6 separate regions of the Mus musculus genome follow, and all the other regions are linked to region 1. The links are chromatin contacts, called in public promoter capture Hi-C and targeted proximity ligation maps. All regions are on one chromosome and are shown on one strand. The core of a region is the stretch at or near the end of the contact, and the rest is flanking DNA. Distances in the headings are between cores, read along the strand shown.

Region 1 (3,728 bases), core at 704-3,203:
TGCTTGAAAGGGAAGTAGGTGAGAGACTTTCTGTACCAGGACTTCTGCCCTGACTGGGTCTGAGCCACTTGGCTCAGGCCTCCCTCACCACGCCTGTGAAATCAAGCTGGAGGAGGTGTCCTTGAAGTCACTACAGTGCCAATCTACTCGGCTCAGATCTGTGAGAATTTGCTTATTGAGACGTGGCAATGGAAGCTTTTTTTAGTAAATTTACCACATGAAGTGAGAAGCCCTAAGATCACAGTCCCTTGTTTAGTTTCAAGTGAGCATCCAGAGCTTCCTCAGAATACAATGCTGGTGAGCCTTAACAGAGTATGCAAGGCACACTTAACTGCTTATCGGAGCAGTGGGGAGACACAGGGACCAAGTGGAATGTGACTGCACATTTATATTATTCCACTTCATCTTTGATGTCCCATTACTATGATCATGAAGATATAAGGGAACACATGCATTTTACTTTAACAGTACTAGGGACTGAACCTAGAGCCTTATGCTAGCCAAATGCTAGACATCTCCAGCATCTCTCCAGCATTTTTTTTTTTTTTTTTTTGAGACAGGGTTTCATTACGTAACGAAAACTGACTTGAACTAAGTAGTTAAGGCAGGACTTCAATTTGAGGTCTTCCTCCTCAGGAGGTTTAGCCTCCCGAGTAGTTGGGATGCAGGGCTGTGTTACTAGGTAGGCTATGTGTATTTTGTAGCCAGAAGAAGGAGGTATAAAGGGTTATAGGAATAGGGAGAGATTATAAGCCTGAAGGAGCAAGTTGTACAGAACTGGACAAAAATCAGATGGGCTGAGGCTGGATTACCTAAGGCAATTTCTCAAATCATATAAGCCCAAGGAAGCAGGGAAACAGGGATTAAGTTCTAGTTTTGGTCTTAGTCTCAGTTATGTCTCTGTGCCTTGGTTTCCTGATTTGAAATGACAGGTGGATGAAACAGAGTGGCCTCATTGATTCTGAACCTGTTGATTTTGGGAAGGGCTCTGCCAGAAGAAATCCTCAAACCAAATGTAAACCCCGGGCACAGCTAATGCCAGTTTTGGACCCATGGAGGATTTAGTTCAAGGGGTGGGTAGGCTAATCACAGGTCACTTTTGCTAGGATTAAGGTAGAGGGAAGTTCAAGTTGTTGAAGCTGGCCTTTGGAGACTTCGGTTCTCACCTCTTTAATACAGATGTTTTCAGAGGGTCAAAGAGCTTAGTTTGAGCTTGGTGATGTGCAAATTCAGTGAGGGGCCTGGCCTCTGCCCGCTGTATTCATAGTCATTGGAAACAATAGCCTGCCGTTATGTTCTCTCTATTCCTTCGTAGGGACAGAATCCCATGATAAGAAGTGTCTGACTGTTATATCCCCAGCCTGACTTTAATGTCTACATTAGACTCTTGTGGGCATTTATTATGTGCAAAGGTTATATTAGGTACTTTTGTGACACACAAGAGTCCCCTTTGGACAGACACAAAAGCTAAGGCCTCAAGAAGTCCCCAATACCCAAATGTGTCCCGCTTGCTGGGCACTGCCTATAACAGGTGTGTTAAGTACTGACTTTGTCTTTTGCTCAGTGTCAGTGGGAATCGGAACTGGGAACTGGGGGCTAACTCTGAGGGCTATCATGGTGCTGGTTCCCCTTCTCATAACCAAGGCAACTTTTTATTTCATAAATAACAGAACAGGGCATTGTCCCCTGCCGGTCTTTTCTGGGTGAGGAATGCGCTTTTTATAGCTTGGGATCGGTTCTGTTTACTTGGTTTCTTCTAGCACCGGTTATTCCTGCCTAGTTTTGTCCTTCACTGTCCTTTCTCTCTCTTCCTAGGTTTCCTCTCTGCAAACGACAACTCGAGAACACATGCTGTTTGTGTGAGTGTGCCAACCAAGGAATTTCACTCCCCTCCTTCTCCAAGGCTGCCTACCTCTCTATAAATAATTGTTCTCTTCCCTCCCTTCAGACCTGGGAGTAGTTTGGTCACATTAACGCACGCGCGCCTGCTCACACACTTTCGTGGGGCGGGGATGTAGCATGGGTGACCTTGTGAAGGTACTAGCCCACTGGGGATAGGATTAGCAAACCTGAAACCTCTGCAAATATCTGGCTTCCTCCGGCATTCCTCCCGAGGCTTCTGGCTGTCTCGTGCCTACCTCACCCAGTACCCTTTAGGCTCGCTCCGCCACACAAAGCCCCATCCGCCTATCTCCTCTTCGCAAACCCCGAGAACTTCATTCCGCACGTTGAAACTCGTCGGTGGCGGTGGCGGGTAGGACTGGGCATGCTCAGTGGCGGGGACAGGTCTGGGAGGCGAGGAAGCCGCATTTGAAGTGGCTCGGCCTTGGGATGAGGGGGAGGCGGGCTCCCCGGCCGGGGTCCACCGAGGTTCCCGCAGCTGCGCGCGATGCCGACACGCTGCGGGCGAGAGCAGCAAGCCCGGTGCGCGGGGCCCAGCTCGCCGAAGACGTGGGGACGCCGACGGGAGGAGGGGAGGAGCGCCGGGGCCACCAGCTCCCGACCGCGGCGCCGAGGCTGCGGGAGAGCAAGCCCCAGGGTGGATCGGAAGATCGGGGAACGGCCGACCGTGACCTCCAGCGAGGCTGCCAGAGCCGGAGCCCGCGCACCGCTCCGCCGGTCCCGGGCATGGGCGACCGCGGCGCGCAACACGAGCGCGCGGCCCTGCAGTCCCCGGGGGCCCCCGAGGGCGCCGCGGCCGCCGTGAACGGGCTGCTGCACAACGGCTTCCACCCGTCGGCCGCCAGCAGCCGCGACCCGCCGGCCCCACGCTTCCAGCTCCCGTCCGAGCTGCAGCCGCAGCCGCTGTTCGCCCAGCATGATTCTCCGGCCAAGAAATGCCGGCTGCGGAGGAGGATGGACTCCGGGAGGAAGAACAGGCCGCGTAAGTCCTGCCGGCAGGGAAGCGCCGGTGCCCGCGGTCGAGGGGGGCGACAGAGTGCCGCTCTGGACTGCGTCCTCCCTAGAGGCGTCGGGCGTCCAAGGTGGCGGCCCGCGGTGGCGCCTGTCTAGTCCGATCCGCCTACTGGGTCGGTCAGACACTAGCTGGAGCTGCTCCCTCGGTCACCGTAGCGGCTGGGAGAACGCACTGCCCGCTGTTATTGGTGGCCGTGGGGCAAACAACCCGACTGATCTTGGGTCTGGGACTAGGAGGAGGGCGGGCTGGCACAGCCCGGGGCTCACTGCTCCCTTCTCCGAGCACATCTTTTGGGGCGTGCATCTCAGGCTACCAGTTTGCCCTTTGAATCGCAGAGTAACCGCCAGTATCTAGGGCCCATTGGCAAGCTTAAGGAGGCGTGGAGTTTGACAATCCCCCAAATCACAGCCTATTAAACAGTGTTTCCACACAGCCAGTGAGACGGCTGGTGTAGAGGGAAACACCCACTGACACCATGTGGGCCGGAACGGTGTGGACCAATGAGGATTGCAGGTGGATTCCCCCCCTCCCCTTGGAGTGGGTCGAGTTGAGTGTTTGTAATTGTACAACTCCAAAAAGTGCGTTGTTTCACAACCTGAGACTTGTATATATAATGGTAGACTGTAAAGGGTACCTTCCCCACCTGACATTCTGGGATGTCAGTTTGTAGGTAGAGATTACGAGTTGTTTTGTTTTGTTTTGTTTTGTTGTTGTTGTTTTTTTTCCTTATCTGAGCCTAACTCCATTCAACTGGTTACCTCTTTGTGGGTGTCTTTAATGAAGCTTGTAAATGGCAGAAAGCAAAGTAAGT
Region 2 (3,728 bases), core at 624-3,123, 710 kb after region 1:
GAATGGCCATCACTGGGGTCAAAGAGGTTTCCTGACTACTGACTACGAACCCATTGAACATTCTCAGATGACTGAAAACCATATCTACCAGCTTGAGATTATGACGCTCTCTGAAGCAGTACTTCTAAGAGAAAATGTGAATAACTTGGTAGTACTCAAAGCACAGACCGATTATTCACACTTAAGGGATCTGGCGTATTAACATGCTTGATCAGATAAACTGACAATTCCATTTTAGAGGTATAATACAGGAATTGATTTTAGAACCACTATTGGAGTAATTAAAACAATTTAGCAGTTTTCAAGTGTCATAAGCATATTATGCCAGAAATATAGGTGAACACCCTTGCATATTTTCATATCATCCTTTATTACTAATATAACAAATCCACAAGGTATAACAGCTTTACTGGAAGCAATCCGTGAAAAGTTCTTTTTTCCATGTGACAAGCACAAATTGGAGTAATCTTAATTATTAATATCCTCAGATCACACATGATATGTCACATATATGATATGTGTATATGTAGTTTACAGAATGACTATGGATAGTTTAAAAGGCTGTTCAATGAGTTAGAAGTTTGAAAACTGCCATCAGATAGTCTATACAGGAAGACCCTGTGGTGGTGGTAGATATAGGCTATAGGGTTGGAGTAGAGCTTCAGAGATGAGACATGGGACCTAGGCCACAGAGTCGGGAGAGCAAAAGGTAGGAGTAGGCCCACACTAATGATAGGGAGATGAGTGGATAGAAATTTGCTGTTGTCTGCATCAATAATAAGGAGTGAGCTAAGGTGATGTCCTGGGGACAATCAAGAGTTCTGTTTCCATTGGTCTCTTCATAAACAGGGCAGGAGGTCAGATGGATGCTCTTTGAGGCATCACCATCCATCCAGGTGAGAGTGTAGCATCCATTCCTCAGTTTGGAGTGTCTGCTAAGTCCCCAACCTACTCCTCCGATCATGATCATAATATGCCCATGTGTTTCTGCGATCCCAGTTCACAGCGACCAATGTGCCTTTCCTCCTTTAAGGAGTAAACTACTTTTCAGTTAGGGCCTCTCAGGTCATGTCAGACAGCTGCTGTTGCTCCTGTGTCCAGCAAGATGAACAGTCATCCGCCATTCTCACAATGGAGTCAAATGTTGCTTGTAAACTGAAATCTGTCAGGGCAAGGCACGGTCTGAATAAAACAAGTGTCACACAACACAAAAGAACTTTGAGCAGGGTTTCAGCTGTTCCCTACAGCACCACGATAAGAGATTATAGTAGCGATGACTGCAGGCACAGAAGGTGCTAGTGGCAGCGGAGGAGGCTGAGTCACAGGTACCACAACAGATATAGCAGGAGTCAGGCCTGGTGCTCCACAGCACCTCAGAGTGATCTACTTTGCATCTTTTTTACTTATAAAAAAAGTATGAGAGAGGACTTTGAAGGTTCTCAGAAGAATGACATTAAAACATATAGAAATGCTAATTACTCTCACTTGACCATTATATATAATACTTTTTGAATTATCATATAATACTGAATACATGTGTATAATTACCACACATCAATTAAAATAATTAAAAAAACTATTAAGTTAAGTTTAATTTATTAACTTACAGGGCCCTTTAAGTGTCTGGGGGAAAGGTGTAACTTGCTAGCCATGACTTTAAGGATTATTTACCTAACTAGATCCCGTGACTCTCACTAATGAGTTGGCTGACTATGATGGCCACTGAATGCTGGATTTCAATTCAGAAATTGCGTAAGTACAGAGTCCTGTTTTGAACTCTTCCTGCTGGCCTAAGAAGTTCCTCCTCCCAGCACCCCACCTGTGCTTCCTTTTTTACTGCCGCCTCCACTGGCAGAGGTACATGACTCAGAAACCGGTTCCCCTGGCTGTAACAGTGATACAGCTGGGATCATTACCTGTAAGCCAATGCCTTCTCTTCATAGCCTGTCTCTCTACAAGGTGTGTTGCTGTCACAGACTGCTGAAAAGGCATTCCCAGGTGTGGAAAGAGAGGGCTCGCCACCAGCTTGGACTTCCAGGGACCTTATTTTCCTGGAAGAAATTTAATATTAATTAGAAACGCCTCTAGAAGATTCACTACTGCATTGTAGAGAGGGTGCGAATCCAGGAAGGACCGGGATGGGAATCCTATATTCTGAGGTAAGTCATAATTCTGAACATAGGAGTCCGAAGGGGCTAAAAATTTCTTTTGTTTTTCCACGATTAATTGTCTATCCCTGTTATCATGACTTATTTTCAATTCTATTTAGTGTTCCTTGTGAGTATTAAGTCAGGAAAGATCTCTTGTGATCCTAAGATATTTAGGGTTTATTTTTTGTTTTGCTTTGTTTGTTTTGGTATCTTAACACAAGTTAGACTGAAATAATAAGTTTTAGCTAGACTCAAGTTGAGAGTGATGGGATACATATTTTCTGACATCCTAATTGCAGAGGTGATACCGAAAAACGGGGCTGTAGCTATATTGTGTCTCAGTGAAATACACGAGGGCAAGAGAAACTCATACCTAATTGGATTTTCTAAAAAGCCAAATGATTGGCAAGCTTTTCATGGAACCCATGACTACAACAACACCTTGAAGCTTATTATGTGGAAGGAAGTTCACCTTTGGCAATTATTAATATAGGTTATCACCGTATAGACACAATGACAGGAAGTACCGCTTTGATATCTGGACTATTTCCTCTTGATAGCTGTCAGGACATTTTTCTACATTGAACATAGCTTACTACAATCAAATACATTTTCAATGTTTCAAAGGGTGATGTTTGAATAAGAGTATCAGAGGCACAGTAATGTTGTTGTGGTAGTGGTTCTTCTTCTTCTTCTTCTTCTTCTTCTTCTTCTTCTTCTTCTTCTTCTTCTTCTTCTTCTCCTTCTTCTCCTTCTCCTTCTCCTTCTCCTTCTCCTTCTCCTTCTCCTTCTCCTTCTCCTTCTTCTTCTTCTTCTTCTTCTTCTCCTCTCATTATTATTATTATCATTATTATTATTCATAACTTACTCCTTGTCTGACATAATTAACTTGCTAATCAGCATTCCATTCTCTAAGCTCAAGGGAGCCTCATTGATTTGGATCTGCTAGCATGAAAGGTGGTTGTTTGGTGCCTGCTTCCAATGAACATGTGCAAGCATGAATTTGCGACTGTGTGCACTTAAGTGTGTGAGTGCCTTTACTAAAGGCATTGTCTGCTTATTTCACCGTCCTGGGAATATCTTGCTCTGTGATTTTGATCTCACCAAGAAGTCACGTACATATGAGGATGTTAAAAGATATAATGTGAATTAACATTCTACTCTGGTAAATTTTCTAAGTGTCAGGGAGAGAAAATCATTCATAGTGAATTCTCTAGGACACTCACTCCAGAGTTCTGACTCACCTCATGTAGGGTCCACAAAACTAGTTTTGACAAGAATTCCAGCCATAACCTGTTCACCACCATCCTGAAAGTCAGAACTCCTGCTCAGGGTGGCTTTCTTTTTAGACTTTTATGTGCATGGAGATGAGCCCAATCTTGTTTAAGTGTAGATTAAAATCATGCATTGTGGCCCCCTAATTCTCTGTATATGTGGATGGTCCCTTAAACAGTACTATGGTTAGCCTAGGTTGTGGGGACAGCTGCAGTTTTTTGTGACTACCAGAGAACCGAGCAGTGCAATTACATGTCAGTTTGGTGTTGATTTGTCAAGCAAGGCAAGTTTAGGCCAGGTTAG
Region 3 (3,728 bases), core at 406-2,905, 690 kb after region 1:
AACCTGTGGGTCGCGACCCGTTTGTAGGTCTAATGACATTTTGACCTTTCCACAGGGGTCACCTAAGACCATCAGAAAACACTGATATTTGCACTACAATTCACAACAGTAGCACAATTACAACTATGAAGTAGCAACAAAAAAAATTTTATGGTTGGGGGTAGGGTCACAATAACATGAGGAACCACATTAAAGTGTCTCAGCATTAGGAAGGTTGAGAACCACTGGTCTAGCACGATCAGTCTACTGCTCAGACATTAATGTGTTTAAAATGAACACATATTTACAGTGGACTTAAACAATGCCCAGCAGAGTCTAGTTACAGAGTACATTTATAAAAATCAAATTAGCGTCTGTCAGAAATACAAAAAAACTGCCCATGGAAACGGGTCTGGAAACAAGTACTACTTACAAATTGAAACCGGAAGTCAAACATTCAAGTGTTAATTTTTGTCTGCTCTCAGGAGTCGGTATTGACCTTGACAGAAGCTCAGATTAACCTTATTTCTGGAGACACTTTTGAAACTCAAGACTTCGTTTAATTTTCGTGGCTAGCAGGATGTCTGGAAAGCAGCGTGCTCACTAGGGCTTACTAGTGACCAAACACTCGTTTCGGGAAGACAGACAGGCCCCTCCCCCTCACACAACCTAGAGATTTTTTTTTCCCCAATCCTCTAAATTAGATTCTGTTTCTTGAATTACTCCTTCATTTTTTTTTTCTTTTTCTTTTACATTTCAATTAACCACAGCACTTCGGACTCTAGACTGTCAGCAGTTATTTCGACGAGTTCTGGAAAATTATGTTTTAATAGCATTGCATCTTTTTGCGCATTTCCCTTGAGGCTTCCAGCGAGCAATCAAGTTATTCCAGTAAGAGAATATGTCTCACGAGGCTAAAGGGCATCAATGCAACATCTAGAAAGTCCTTTCCTCCCCTTACCCTCTAGTATGAAGGTGCTTTTACCAGTTTCTCGCCCCTCCCTCCTTGACATCCCGCGCAGCCGACGTGGAGCCCCACGCAAAACCAGTGAGGTGGGCTCTTGGAATCCTGACATCATCTGCAAGGATGCATTCCAAGTATGAACCAGAAAAGCACGCGCAGCCGGGTCCAGGTCACCGCCCCAGGGCCAAGAGACCAGGAACCACAGCCTCCGCCTTCCTGGGCGAGAAGAAGCTAACCCTAGAGCGGGATAGGGGCGCGTGGGGGCGGGGACCGCAGGGCGACAGGAAGCCACTCGTCATCACCACTCACCTCGGGGCCAGCGGGCACACGTGTGGGGCCACTCACCAGCAGTCGTGCGCGTCCGGAGCTTGTGTGGGATGACGACTGCGACGACTGTCCCTGCGCGGGCCGCGTGGCTCGGGCATCCGTGTGGCCTCTGCAGCCCGGGCGGCAGCGGCTGCTCCGCAAGGCACCGGCGCTTGGTGACGGTGGCACCAGGCTGTGAGTCGCTCCCAGGCTGGTCTAGTCCGGGCCTCTGGGTTCTCTTTGCTCTTGGTCGGTCGAGCTCTGATGCCTTCCGTGGCTTGGACTCTCTCTTCTGTCTGGCGGGACAGCCCCAGCTCCCTTGCAAAACAACGCACAGGCCAATGGCCTCTGAATCTCTGCCGCAGCAACGTAGGGAATGAAATTGTCACAGCGATGGTCCGCCCCCTCCCCCTTCCCCGGCCCCTGGGTGCGGCCTCCGCCTCTGCCTCCGCCCCCTCTGTAGCCACAGCTTCCCACGTGCTGCAAAAAAACCTCTGGGGTGGCGGGTCCCTGCGGAGGGCCTATGGCCAGATGGAAATGGCTGCTTGTGATTTAACCCCCGGTCTACCTGCATACTCGTTGCCCTAGGTTGGACCACCTGGACAGCCCAGTGAATTATCAACTTGGCCTAGAAGCTGGGAAAATGGCTGGGCGACTCCAAAAACTGCAGAGCACGCAAGCTGTCATGAAGCTGAATTTGCCAATGTAATGGTTTAGCTATAGGATTACAGCTTATGTAGGAATCCCATTTTGAGATTTAACCGTGACTAAGCGCTGCCGCCGTGAAACACTCCCCCTCTCCCCACCTTCTTGAACTAGGAAAATACAAACGGTTAGCTCCTTACCATTACTATAGTGTCACCATTATAATGCAGTGTCTTTAATATGGCCATAGACCTGAGCCAGACACAGTGCACGCAACGATTCATATTCACTACAGTCCCGTATACAAAAGCTGCATCTTATATGTTTTCCATGAGTAAGACAGAGACAAGTAAAATTATTTATCTGCGAGTTTTAAATCAGCTGCGTAGTAGTGGAAGGCATGCTGTTAGCGTGGAGAGTGTGGAGGAAGGGGAGAAAGGATGAAGGGAGCTGGAAGAATCCATTCTGATTTGACATCCGTGCTAGCAAGTTTTATAGAAACTTGACACAAGATAGAGCCATCTGAGAAGAGAGAACCTGATTTGAGAAAATGCCTTCACAATATGGGGGGCCTTAGGCAAGCCTGTAGGGCGTCTTCTTAATTAGTAATTAGTGTGGGAGGGTACCAGCACATTGTGGGTGGTGCCACTCCTCGACAGGTGATCCTAGGTGCTGTAAGAAAGCCGAGCAAGCCAAGGGGAGCAAGTCAGTAAGCAGCACTCTAGGGGGCCAGGGGGGGTTTCTCTTTCTCCCCCAACTCCCCGCGATGGCTTCTACATCAGGCCCTGCTTCCAGATTCTAATCCTGCTTGAGTTTCTGCCTTGACATCCTTCAAGAATGGACTGCACTGTGGTAGTGAAATAAGCCCTTTCCTCCCTAAGTTGATTTTTGTCTTGCTGCTTTGTCACAGTGATTGAAACTCTTAAGTAAGAAGACCTCAAAAGCTGCTTCTTCGAGGGAGCAGTACCAACTCGCCAACATTTTAAGAACACTGTCACTGTTGATGAGCTGGGGGTTTCCAGCTTCGGTGGGAACCCAGCTCCAAGTGGAAGAAAACACTACAGTGGGGTGAGACACACTGGCTGTCTTGGTTGGTTTTTCCTTTGGAAACCAAACTTGCAACCCAGACTCTGCCACTTTCTGAGCTGTTTAATTCACCCTTGGTGCCACCCCTCCTTTTTTTTTAAGATTTATCTATTTATTTTATGTATATGAGTACACCATTACTCTCTTCAGACACACCAGAAGAGGGCATTAGATCTCATTATAGATGGTTGTGAGCCACTGTATCTTTGCTGAGAATTGAACTCAGGACCTCTGGAAGAGCAGTCAGTAGTGCTCTTAACCGCTGACCCTTGGTCCCTTCTAAAGTGACACCACCCTACTGTGGTATGAAAATAAGCTTCCATTGCCAAGGCAGTCTGCAGCCTTGATTTTTCAAGAGGCAGTGGTGTTGTTTTGTTTTAATTATTATTATTTTTTTTTAGTTCCAAATTGCAAAACCAGGAAATTCCACAAATATTCAAGTCTTTAAATTATATTCATCTGCCGTCAGAGCGATCAAACCCAAAGTTCAAGTGTGTGAAGGGTGAGTTTTTAACCTTGAGCAACAGCCCCAGCACTTCGAAATTCAGATTTTTAAATGTTTATCAGAAAAAGTTTTAGGACGGTCCACCTACTATAGCCGAGTATGAGGTGAATCCTTCATATTCTTCTATTTCCCTCAGTCCCAGGTCCATCATTCCTGTGTGCATATGAAGATTTGGTGGACATTTGGGCCTGATGTTCTAGATGCGATAGTCTCCTTGTGTACCAGACAATCTACATTCTGCTG
Region 4 (3,728 bases), core at 669-3,168, 660 kb after region 1:
TGACTGGGAAAAAAATATACACTGGAGAAAAGAATATCTTTAACAGGAGAGTGCTTATCTGTGTACATGAGGAAGAAAGAATGAAACCTGACCCTTCTTTCTTGCCCTGCAAACAAATCAATTACAAGTGGATCAAAGATCCTAATAGTAGATAGGAAACTTCTAGAAGAAAGAAGGAGAGGCTTAAGTAAGAACTCTCAGGATAGCATCCTGGTTGCCCAGGAAAGAGGATCAACAGTCAACAAATGGGACTTTATACAATTAAAAAACTTCCCTACTGCAAAGGAATCTGTTAACTGACTGAAGAGGCAGTCTATGAAATTGCATTAGAAAAGAAACACACTTGCCAGCTATATACCTGACAGAGGATTAATGTCTCTACTATAAAAAAAGAAATAAACTAAACATCAATAAAACAATGCCATGTAATCACTCTGCTATGGAACTGAGCAGAGAGTTCTCAGGAGAAGGAAGTGCCTACCATCCTTAGCCATCAGGGAATTACAGATAAAACTACTCTGGTATTTCACTGTACTCTGGTCAGAATGGGTGAGATTTAAAACACAAAAGAAACCAAATGCTGGGAACGATGCAGGGAAAAGGGAAGCCTCCCGCACTGTTGGTCACAGTACAAACCGGTACAGATCAACTCTATGACCTAGACACATCACTTTGGGCATATACCCAAGCTACTCTCTTTCCTACTCCAGGGACACTGCTTGTTCATTGTTCTATTCACAATAGCTAGGATATAGAAAGAGCCTAGGTCCCACCAGTCAATGAGTGGATGATGAATAGAATTTTATCCATCTGGAAAAATAAATTATGAAAATTTCAGGTAAATGAACGAGACTGGGAAACATAACGAGTGACATAACCAAGACCCAGAAAGACAAATGTGGCATGTCCTCAGTCATACATGGATCCTCGCATCAAATCTTTAGATTTTTGTATTTAACTTGAGGTGCACGTAGAAGCTAGTAAACAAGAAAGGAGCCATAGATGGAAAGGGTAAAAAGAGATCTTAAGGCAGCAGAGGATAGTATGGCTCAGGGGGTATAAAGGGAGGAGAATAATGAGAGAGGAGAGAGGGTGGGGGAAGCAGGAGCAGCGAACAGGGTAAGGAGAGAAAACTAGCAAGAAGTTTGAAAGTTATCTTATCCAATGAATAATGCTTTTCCCAGAAGGCAGAAGTTGTCAGATAAATATCCCAGTGCCAAGTGTATCATACATTCTCTTAAGTTGTTGATTAGTGGTGTCCTGGAGACCTCCTAGATAACACAGGCTACTGCTAGGGTACTCCAGAGACTTCCTATACACTACAGGCTACTGCCATTGTTTGGGATGTCCTGGAGACGTCCTATACAACCCAGTCTATTGCTTTTGTTCTTGATTTCCCACTGGAACTTGATAGTGAGACCCTATTGCTGGAGACACTATATATTCTGTTCATAATACATGGGGAAAAAAAGTTCCTCCTTTCTGTGTAAGGTACTATTCAGGCTGCCGATGGAGAAAGGTCATCAACAGAGTTACCAGTTATGAACCCTGTGAGCTACAGTAATGATCAAGATGGCAAGACATGCCTGTGGGTACAAGAGTGTCATCAATGTTACGGACGTAACCAACTACTTTTCTCATTGAATTTAAGGTCTGCTCCACAAAGAAATGCAAACCTGGTAGTGGCCAAGAACCAATGGTTGGGAGTTCATAGGACTTACGATTATTATTTTGCTAAACAGAGCATCAATCTGCCCCTTAAATACCTATAGACTTGGGCAGCTCTTAGACCATAACAAAGACGTTTATTTGTGCAGTGGATGGCAGTTAATGCACAAAACTCCCAAGTGGGCAAAGTGCAGAGAGTAAGTGTCTATGGCGTGTCCTCCATGGTTCAGGAACCATAGTGGAAGAGGAGGCAGGAAGAGATAAGAGTCAGAGATCAAAGAAATGCAAAAGAGGGTCTACTGGTCATGACAGATGCACTCATGAACTCGCAGCAAGTCTGGCTGACTGCATGAGAGCTGTACAATATGAAAAAATTAACAGCTTTCATTTATCAGGTCGCCATGATAGGCTGAGGACATACATAAATGAGGGCCAAAGAGATTATGTAGTATACCTATATTCACTTTTAGGGACTTCTCTGGGCTACCAAGCAAATAGACATGATCCCAAAGTCCTGTTACAGAAGCCAACCATAACTTTCTCCTGAGAGGTTTCATTCAGCAGTGGATGGAAACAGATCCAGAGACCCATACATCAGGTGGAGCTTGGAGACTCGTGTGGAAGTGGGGATGGGTATAGGACTGAGTGAGCCAGGAGGAGCAGGTGAGCTACCTGTAGGTCACCACAGGTAGACCTACAGAGTCCACTAACATGGGCCCATGGGTGGAGGGTTGGGGGAGGGTCAGAGTCACTGAACCACCAAAGAGCATGCAGAGACCTAGGCTCCCCTACACATTTGTAGCAGATATGCACCTTGGTCTTCATATGGGTTCCCCAACAACAGGAGCAGGGACTGTTTTGGATTCTGTCACCTGCCATCAGATTCCCTTCCCCTAGCTGAACTGCCTGGTTGGGCCTTGATATCTCTGGGTGGGGTAGAACACAAGGGAGGCTCCCCCTTCTCTGCCGAGAAGAGGAGGGGAAAATGGAGGGAGGGATTTGTGAGGGTGTGACTGGGAGGAAAGAAGGGAGGGGAGGGCTGTGACCAGGAAGTAAAGTGAATAAATAAACATATTAATGGGGGGAAAAGTCCTGATTCTTCCTCTCCAACACACTGTTCTTCTGGGATACGGGTAGGAAAGCTGTCAGTTCTGACAGGCTGTAGCGGAAAAGTGAGAAACACAAGCAGCTTAAGAACACAGACACACAAGGACCGTGCCCAAGCAACAGCTCAGTGCTGAACATGGAGGACTTTTCTCAGTTGTTACCACACACGGCAAGCGTCCAACTTTTATCTGTAAAGGAGCTCAAACGCGATGATACCCTCTGAAATCGCCTCTGGTATTTTTTCCAGAGGATCTATGCTCCTAGAATCTAGCCTCACAGGTTAACATTTCCCACTTTTGTGAGCAAAACTGTAAAACTCTATTTTTAAACCTTGCAAAGATGGCTCTCGTAGTCACGTCCTCGAAGGACAGGGCCACACAGAAGGCTACAAACCTACAAGTGCTCTGTGTCTTAAAAGTAGTAGTGAGACTTTCTACAGCCTGCCCCACTCTTCTTTAGGAGCTTTTCAACCATATACAACGTGTGGCTTGGCATGACTTACCAGTGAATTCACAGTGAATGGCTGCTCCATGCTGTCCTGTCTGCAAAGGCAAGGTGCTCACTCCTTCTCAGTCACTTCATCTGTTTGAAAGACACAGAGCAAAGACGAGGTCACTCTAGGAGAACATAAGTCTCGATTTCCAAGGTCCAAGCTCAAAGGAAGGTGAACCCTTTGAGAAAGGTACACAACCAGAATGCTTCAAGCGACTATGGAGGTCTTCTCCAGAAAATATAAAATGTTGGGTGCTTATGCGTGCTTGAAATTGATCTTAATAGGTAGAGGGATGCAGGGAATAAAGGCTCGATGAGAAGAGTGTATGGCACTGCCGTGTGCTGGTTTATTTAGAATCCTATGCAAGGCTATATACAAAGCAGGCTTACTTCCTTCAAAAACAGAAAAAGAAGAACATAGTTGTTACTAGCAAGAATGCTGTGGCAACTGACTCTTCACC
Region 5 (3,728 bases), core at 784-3,283, 620 kb after region 1:
GGGCATTCCAGTAAGTACCAGTGCTAACTCAGCAATACCATGCTAAGTCAGCTCTGGACTGGGTCCCAGTGAGGACTAAAATGGTCTCCAATTCTCAAGGGCTGTACTGTAAATCATCACTAAATCACATTACCAAGACATTCTGTGATATCTTGGAGCAATGCAACTGGAGATGACTCTTGAATGAGTGCTTATAGCTTGGATTTATTTTATAGTTTCCCTGAACTGCAACCAAATGACCAGATGTGCTCCCTCTAATCAGTCCATAACTCCTTGCATTCATGGCTGCCAACTCTGGGAGTTATCTAAGCACTGGATGGAACTCTGCTTGTATATTTGTACACACTTATCCAATGGGGCTTTCTCTCACGGAAGAGACGTGAGTTGGATATAAAATCTCAAACTCATACAGCAAGACCATTAATTACTTGCTTAGAAAAAAAATGAGCAAATCCTCCTTGGTAACTTCAAATTGCTTTTTCTAATTCTTAAAAAACAAAAACAAAACAAGAAAACTTAAACCTTATTCATGTATTAATATTCTGATTACTGAAAAAGACAACCACTATAAACAAAAAAAGTTATAATATTATCAAAGCTCTTTTCTTGTCTTTTAAAGGAATTGCCAGCTCGTGAAGTGACCAAGACAACACTCTAACACTCCTGAAGCAAGACATCAACACAGAGATCCGTGCCTGGGACTAAAGTAAAAACCAAAACCAAAACCAAAGCAAAACATGGAATTTTGCTTTACACGATGCCTATGATAAGGACCCATTGGATTAATCATAAATGTCCTACTCTGTCTTATACTATGCGATCTCTGTATTTGAGCAGACAATGTATTTCTTAGTCGATAGAAACCAGATACAGAGTAGAAAACTCTTGAGCAACACAAAGAAACCACATCATTGTTTAGCAACTATTAGATTCTCCTAAGAGTCACCAGTGTAATTTCTCAAAGAAAACTATGCATGCGCTCAGGTGGACACCATAAAACAAGTGCATGAGCCGTGGGAGCGTGAGTGGACAGCTGCTGCCATTCACCCTGGGGTTTCCCTAACATGTGCACAGTTCAGAAGCACTCCCAGAATCCATCCAAAATATCTCTATCGTGAATGGAATCAGAACCTTGGCTTGCAGGAGGAAAGTACAGAAATGTAAAGTCACTGACTGTCCATCAAAGCCAACGATCTGATGCCTTTGAAGAATGATAGGGTCACTTGAGGTCACTTGATCTCTGTTTCTGTCCAGTGGGCTCATAGTCATGGAGGAGAGTGAGCAGGCTTCATTTCAACATTTCAAATTTCTTTTACAAAGTTTTTTTTTTTTATTTTTTTATGACAGGGTGACTGGTGATCTCTGTGGGCAAAGGATGGTCCTTAATCATGCTGTTAAGGGTCAGTAAAAAGCCAGCAACATGCGGAATGTTAAGGGTTAAAGCAGTTACAGTGATTCTGACTTCTAAGTTACTCTTTGGGCAACACAGGCTGGTTAATCCTCACTACATACTTCAGTTCCTGGTTTCATTACTACAACACAAAGACACAATGTATAAGTACAATGTAGCTTCCATAAAAACATGACTCCTCTGCATATTTATGGGTGACTCGAAGCATCTTTTGATCTAGGCTACCTTTTGCAACAGTGTTGCTTAAAAATCGCAGCTAGTCAGAGACAGGCCCTTCCTTATCCAAGTCCTCAGCTAATGGCCCAAAAGACTAGCCAGACAGGGGCTGGCATCTTCTGAGGAATGTGCAAACCGTGCCTGCGTCTGTCCCATGACACTAGCCCAGTGTCTGGGCATTTGAGCAGTTGTTCTGAGGGCTTAGGATGTTTATCCCCATAAGCAGCTGAGCTGCCTCCTGTTTCGGGAGCAGAACAGAGGAATGCAGTGGAAGAGACCCAGGCCTCTGGCCACCCAGATTAGAGAGTTTTGTGCTGAGGTCCCTATATGGTTGTGTTAGAGTGAACGGCCAGCTTCAGCCCGTCTTTGCTCCTTGTTTGGGAAGCGAGTGGGAGGGGATCAGAGCAAGGGGCTATATAACCCTTCAGCGTTCAGCCTCCCGGGACACCACCCACCCAGAGTGGAGAAGCCCAGCCAGTCGCTGTCAGGGTAAGTAGCCCCAGCCCAGGGATATGACTTCGAGTTTTCCCAGGCTCTTTTATCATCCAATGTAGCCAGACATTGTCTGTGGGAATCTGAATGACTCACGTGTTTTGAATTTTTGAATAAAGATTTATACTGTTAAAATGATTGTAGCTTTTTAGCTTGCATGATTTTACATCCGAATAGGGCTGATTTACTGGAAACAACGCTTGATTTACTGGAAAAGGAAATGGATAGAAAATTAAAGTTTGTTCATGTGTGTCATCTGCAAAACCTGTTTACACTAAACCAACTGCTCTGATCCCGCAGCGTACTGTAGGGGTGGAGTCTAGCTGTATGTGGTAAATTATACGTTTGTTTCTACTTAGGCAAAAGTTGGAAACTTTTGGATGTATCATGATGTAGCATGAGGTATTTAGTGCAGCTGAGGTAACTGGAAGTGAATATCAGGAATGAACTGAGGTAGTTGCCTGCTCTCTGATGTTGGCTGAGTGGACGCATTGCTTCTGGGTTTCCGGGGCTCTAAGAGCTGGTGTCCTATGCTGGAAATGTGTATCTTGTGAGTGTGTTGGTGCCCTTACAAGTCAGACCTATGCCATTGGTCATTTGCAGCATAGCATAGCTTTTCTACTTTCTGCAAAGAAAGGAGGAAGTGTCTCATCCAGGGGAGATCTGATTTGCATTTCTCTGCCTCACGTGTCCCTCAGCCGCTTAAGTATCTGTGGAACCAGCCTTGCCACCCCACATTGTAACTCAGGGCTCGGTAGCTTCATCAGGGAATGGAGTTTTCTCGATAAGATTTTCCTCCTGTTTTGTGATTCATGACTAAATATGGTTTGCATTTGAGACTCATAAGCTGGGAAGGGTACTGTCCTTTCCTCCCCTCCCCCCTCCCCCCAACAATTCATTTTTGGCACCAGATGAGCTCCACTGGGCTGCACCAAACTCCCCGCCCCGGTGCAGTTCCAAAAGCAGAGGCTGGAGCCCAGTGTGTTTTACCTAATTAGGAAATGCTCCCCGCTTCAAACCGAGCTGCTCATTCAGGTTAGATAAGAGTTGCAAACCACAGCGGCTGCGTCCTCTGGAAACACACAGACTTCTTCTCCAGTGACAACGCTCCTTTCAGAGCTTAATAAGACAATTTTTTCCTGGATATTTTTGATGAAATAGAAATACATCTTTACGGAATTTGACAGTATTTTTTCCTGCATTTTTTTAAAAACCAGGTAGCTTATTTTTCTGAATATACTAAGGCACAACCTTAAGCCATCCTGCCCAACAAAAAGTTTATGTGGGTTATCCTTCCCCATTTTCAGAGGGTATCCTAATTCCAAGTGGCTTATCCCATTTGCAGCCCTGGTGCTAAGTATGGAAAACAGGCTTAGTGGACACACAGACTCTCTGCTGGTCCTTTGGTGGTTTCTGCCTCTGCCAGTCACCTGGCTTCTGTGCCTCCTTGTGGTTTGAAACTTTCTTCTGAGTCCTTATCATCCACTGGAAAGGAAGCTAAGTATAATTCAGAGTCTGAAAGGAAAGGCATAGTGGAAAGAGGAAAGAGCAAACTGCTGAAGAAACCCATTTTCCCATTCTTGCAAGGGGAACACATTGAAGATTTCAC
Region 6 (3,728 bases), core at 607-3,106, 590 kb after region 1:
TCCCATTCAGAATATTCCTCACCTGCAGGCTGTCCCTTCTAGGGGAAGAACAATATGGATCTAGGGTAGGGATGGAGGTCAGTAAATCAGGTTGTGGAAAAGAATCGCTAGGAAAAAAAAACCCTTCAAGATGACATGTTTGTACATGCCCTGCCAAGCAAACAGTCTCTGCACCATGTTGTCAGATTATCTGGTTTGCTTGTATTAAGGATTTGACTAAATGTGCCTCCTCTGATCCATTGGAAAGTCATTTCCCTTACCTCTGGCAGATGGGACATAGGAGACTACCTGTAGTGCCTATTAACCAGCACATCAAAGCACATACTTGGACCACAAGTGCCTGTTGCACATTTCAAAGTGCATGCTAGCATCCTAGTCCTGCTCACTGCCACCCCTACTCAAGCTCCCTCCAGCTCCTGGGCTTCCCATCCACTAGCGACTCATTTAACCTAAAAACCTGCTCTGCTCTTCTCACTCTGTTCTCTCACCTCGGCGCCTGCTTCTCTCGCTCGGTTTTCTCTATTCTCTAGCCTCTGCTCCATCTCTCTCTCTCTCTCTCTCTCTCTCTCTCTCTCTCTCTCTCTCTCTCTCTCTCTCTCTCAGATAGCCCTGGTCGAGTCTGCTGGCCATGTTCAGTTTACTTCTTTCTCTCTATGTTCTGGGCTCTTCCAGATGCCTCTGGCCATTTTCTCTTTTATATCCACAATAAAAACCTTTCTCTTAACCATACCATGGGGCAGTAGTGTGTGTGTGTGTGTGTGTGTGTGTGTGTGTGTGTGTATGTACATGCCCCTTGGAGTTAGATCTCAACTGAAGCCCGGCACTGTCATTTGCTAGCTGTGTGACCTCTGTTAAATGCTTAAGCTCTCGGAACCTCTTTTAACCTTGTAAAAGTAAGGAGAGGTTGTCTTCCTCCCTTCTACCACTGCTGTGAAAACCGATTTGAGATCCTTGTGCCCGGCAAATTTTTAGGGACCTGATAAAGCAATCTTTCTAAATTCAGAACTGGATTGAACCTCGGAGGGTCGAATCCCTCGGACTGGCATTTATTAACAGGCATTTCTGAAGAGACCGAATGCTGGAGAGTTCTTACTTCTGTGCCTGCAGCAGACAAGGAGGAGCTGGGACTCAGAGCCCTAGGGTTACTGGGACAAATCTGCTGTGAGAGTGCCAGCAGAAAGAGGGTAACAGAAGAAACAGTACAAACAATATAAAAATATCCACCAGTTCAGCCATCCACAATTTGACAGCTCAATTCCCGGAAGGGAAGGTTTTTTTTGTTTCCCGTGTTGTTACAGGAGAGTAAACAAATCTTCGCAGACAAAGTTACTTTGAGAAATTTTATGATCTAATGCTTGGCTTGTAAATACAGCCCAGAGTAACTCACTTCCCGGTTGAGCGAACTGTCAGAAGTGTCAAATGCCAGGGAGCCTCGGAGCGAACTTTTCTAGTGCCCTAAAGTGGCACTAGAAAAGTGTCTGGGCAAGTCTATAAGCCAGAGTCCCTCTCCAGCCATACTAAAGCGATCGATCCAAGAGCTGGCCAGCACCAAGCTCTGACCGTCGCCCCCGCCCCCCGCCCCGACCCAAACTTTTTCCAGAAAAACGCTGGACTTGGGCTTCAGCCCTGAGCACTTAGCCAAGAGCGAAAGCAGCTCCCCTGCGTTTCTAAACATCTGGACCGGTGGCACCCAATGCCAGCCACATCTGGAATCTCATGTGGTGGTCCCCAGTATGCAGCGTCCCACATCCCAGGCGTCCCAAAGCTTACCAGAGGCAGGACAGCCCAGATCCACAGCATGTCTGCAGCAAGGGAAAACAGCGGGCGGCCTGTGTGGGCAGCCTGCGGCCCCACCCACCAGCTCTAGACTGCCTGTGGGTATGTACTTTGCCTAGGCCCGCCCCCTGGCACGCACAAACCGCTTCGCTCCTATTCAGGTCTTCCCAGAAATCGCTTTGAACACGTGTATGTCACTTTTTTTCTTTTGAGGGACCAAACACAATCTTCGTAAAGCCCCAAGGGTTGCGAGAAAGTTCTGCTGGTCTCCCGGGGAAACCCACTGACTCACCACTGCACAGGCGGCCTGAGCGGGGTGGGGGTGGGGGGCGGGGGAGGAGGGGGCCCAAGCAGGGCTTGATTGCATAAATGGGCATTCCCCATCCTGGGCGCTTCCACAGTCACACCCTCAGGTCAAGTGAGATTTTTTTTTCTGCCTGCTGCTCACCCTGGAAGGAATTCTGAACTCTGTATTGAATTGGACTTTGGCTGATTGCTGGAGACAAAGACCATTTTGCCTTCACTTTCAATATTTTGTCAGTGACAGGTCTGCTGGGGCTTCTGGGGCCTCTGAATGGTAATTACCACAGAGGAGGTACACACCCTAGGATTCTGATGAGGGAGGTCCCTCCACAGAGCTCATATATGATACATGAAGTGACAATCACCACAGCAGAGGTAGAGATAATAGGCTTTGGGATCCTGATGAGGGGAATGTCCCTGGCTTCGTTTCCCAAATGGAGAATGAAGGTAAATGACTATGACAAATAACACAGCAGTTAACTCAGGGACCAAGCCAGAATCTTTAGAACCACGGGGGTTAGATATAGAGTAAGGGACTAGGGGAGGGGACAGAAAGATCTTATTAAGGAAGAGGAATAAAATAGGTAGTTATGATGGGAAGATCAAGTGGGGGAGGGGAAAGGAAGACGATGAATGGGAATACAGGGAGAGACAGCTAAAATTAAAGGGCATTTGAGAGGTATGGAAACCTAGCAGAGTCTTCCTAAAGTATAAGCATACATGAAGGTGATCTATAGCCAAATAATGGGGGGAGACAGAGCCACAAGTGAACATCTCTTGTCATCAAATGAAGTTTTCCTTTCCTGGATGGGGTTGCATCTAATTGAATCGTTGGCCAAAAAGAGTTGCATGGGAGTCCCCAAACAATGCAGCCTGTTGCCAAGACTATAGATTGCTCCCCACAAACTGAGACCCACACAACTCATTGAATATAGAGAAGTTGAGAGCAAGAAGAAAGTGCCTACATAGAGCCTTCATCCCTACATGCCAACATCTTTGGTACTGGAAGATATTCTGCATGCTACTAAAGGAGAAAGGTAAACCTCACCTCTACCCCAAAGCCTTTGATCTATGATGGTGTCCTGCTAGAGAGATGAGCTAGTGCATATAGTGGCACAAAGTTTGTGGGAGCAACCCATCAATACTGGATTTGACTTTAGCCCCACTCCACAAGATAGAACATAAACCTGACGCTACCCAAGAACCTGAGACTAGATAGCCCAGGGACCTAGGGAAAAAAACAAATATGTATGTTATAAAAACAAACAAACAACACATACATTATAATAAAATAACTCCTAATACGGAGATCCACAGCCAAATATTATTCAGAGAGAGAAAGATACTGGAACACTCAGCCCTAAATGAGATGTCTCCATCAAATCCCTCCCCTCAGTGCTCAGGGAACCCCAAGAGGAGGAGGCAGGAAGAGTCTGAGACCCAGAGGGGATGGACAAGACCAAGAAAACAAGGCCTTCCAAGTCAACAAGATCAAAGCTCACATGACCTCACAGAGACTGGGGCAGCATGTGCAGGCCTGCATGGGTCTGCAACAGGTCCTTTGCATATGCATTTATGTCTTCAAATTTAGTGTTTTTAAGGGATCCCTGAGTGTGCACATGAGCTTGTCTCTGTTTTGTGTGCCAGCT

What was found. Promoter capture Hi-C pulls out the DNA fragments that hold promoters and counts their contacts.
Region 2: a contact with region 1 is called in a promoter capture Hi-C map of pre-B cells, with 2.6 times the contacts expected there. A contact is called at or near these places in 7 of 39 promoter capture datasets (the 3T3-L1 cell line, the C10 cell line, cranial neural crest and 2 more), 1 of 130 datasets of targeted methods (bone marrow-derived macrophages) and 2 of 9 other capture datasets (adipose tissue and liver).
Region 3: a contact with region 1 is called in a promoter capture Hi-C map of pre-B cells. A contact is called at or near these places in 6 of 39 promoter capture datasets (the C10 cell line, cranial neural crest, hippocampal neurons and 3 more), 3 of 484 Hi-C or Micro-C datasets (B cells and embryonic stem cells), 2 of 130 datasets of targeted methods (bone marrow-derived macrophages and pancreatic cancer cells) and 1 of 9 other capture datasets (adipose tissue).
Region 4: a contact with region 1 is called in a promoter capture Hi-C map of pre-B cells. A contact is called at or near these places in 2 of 39 promoter capture datasets (cranial neural crest and pre-B cells), 1 of 484 Hi-C or Micro-C datasets (embryonic stem cells) and 4 of 130 datasets of targeted methods (embryonic hindbrain, embryonic stem cells, forebrain and 1 more).
Region 5: a contact with region 1 is called in a targeted proximity ligation map of bone marrow-derived macrophages, with 6 times the contacts expected there. A contact is called at or near these places in 10 of 39 promoter capture datasets (the 3T3-L1 cell line, the C10 cell line, cranial neural crest and 6 more), 3 of 130 datasets of targeted methods (bone marrow-derived macrophages, forebrain and large pre-B cells) and 2 of 9 other capture datasets (adipose tissue and liver).
Region 6: a contact with region 1 is called in a promoter capture Hi-C map of liver, with 3 times the contacts expected there. A contact is called at or near these places in 6 of 39 promoter capture datasets (the 3T3-L1 cell line, 3T3-L1-derived adipocytes, the C10 cell line and 2 more) and 3 of 130 datasets of targeted methods (bone marrow-derived macrophages, embryonic forebrain and large pre-B cells).

Annotation. Positions count from the first base shown.
Region 1 is chr19:34,877,680-34,881,407 of GRCm38.p6, reverse strand. It overlaps Pank1 (pantothenate kinase 1), which reads left to right and starts at 1,953. Exons shown (of 7, transcript NM_001114339.2): 1 at 1,953-2,884. The coding sequence starts at 2,332.
Region 2 is chr19:34,164,186-34,167,913 of GRCm38.p6, reverse strand. It overlaps Ankrd22 (ankyrin repeat domain 22), which reads left to right and starts at 1,873. Exons shown (of 6, transcript NM_024204.6): 1 at 1,873-2,159. The coding sequence starts at 2,139.
Region 3 is chr19:34,190,156-34,193,883 of GRCm38.p6, reverse strand. Stambpl1 (STAM binding protein like 1) reads right to left here and starts at 1,655. Exons shown (of 11, transcript NM_029682.5): 1 at 1,253-1,655.
Region 4 is chr19:34,219,816-34,223,543 of GRCm38.p6, reverse strand. It overlaps Stambpl1 (STAM binding protein like 1), which reads right to left. Exons shown (of 11, transcript NM_029682.5): 2 at 3,278-3,357. The coding sequence starts at 3,307. Among named protein-coding and RNA genes, the nearest start is that of Stambpl1, 29 kb to the right of the region's middle.
Region 5 is chr19:34,253,678-34,257,405 of GRCm38.p6, reverse strand. It overlaps Acta2 (actin, alpha 2, smooth muscle, aorta), which reads left to right and starts at 2,033. Exons shown (of 9, transcript NM_007392.3): 1 at 2,033-2,116. It overlaps Gm31355 (a long non-coding RNA gene), which reads left to right. Exons shown (of 4, transcript XR_386664.1): 4 at 620-770.
Region 6 is chr19:34,288,787-34,292,514 of GRCm38.p6, reverse strand. Fas (Fas (TNF receptor superfamily member 6)) reads right to left here and starts at 1,856. Exons shown (of 9, transcript NM_007987.2): 1 at 1,771-1,856. The coding sequence starts at 1,800.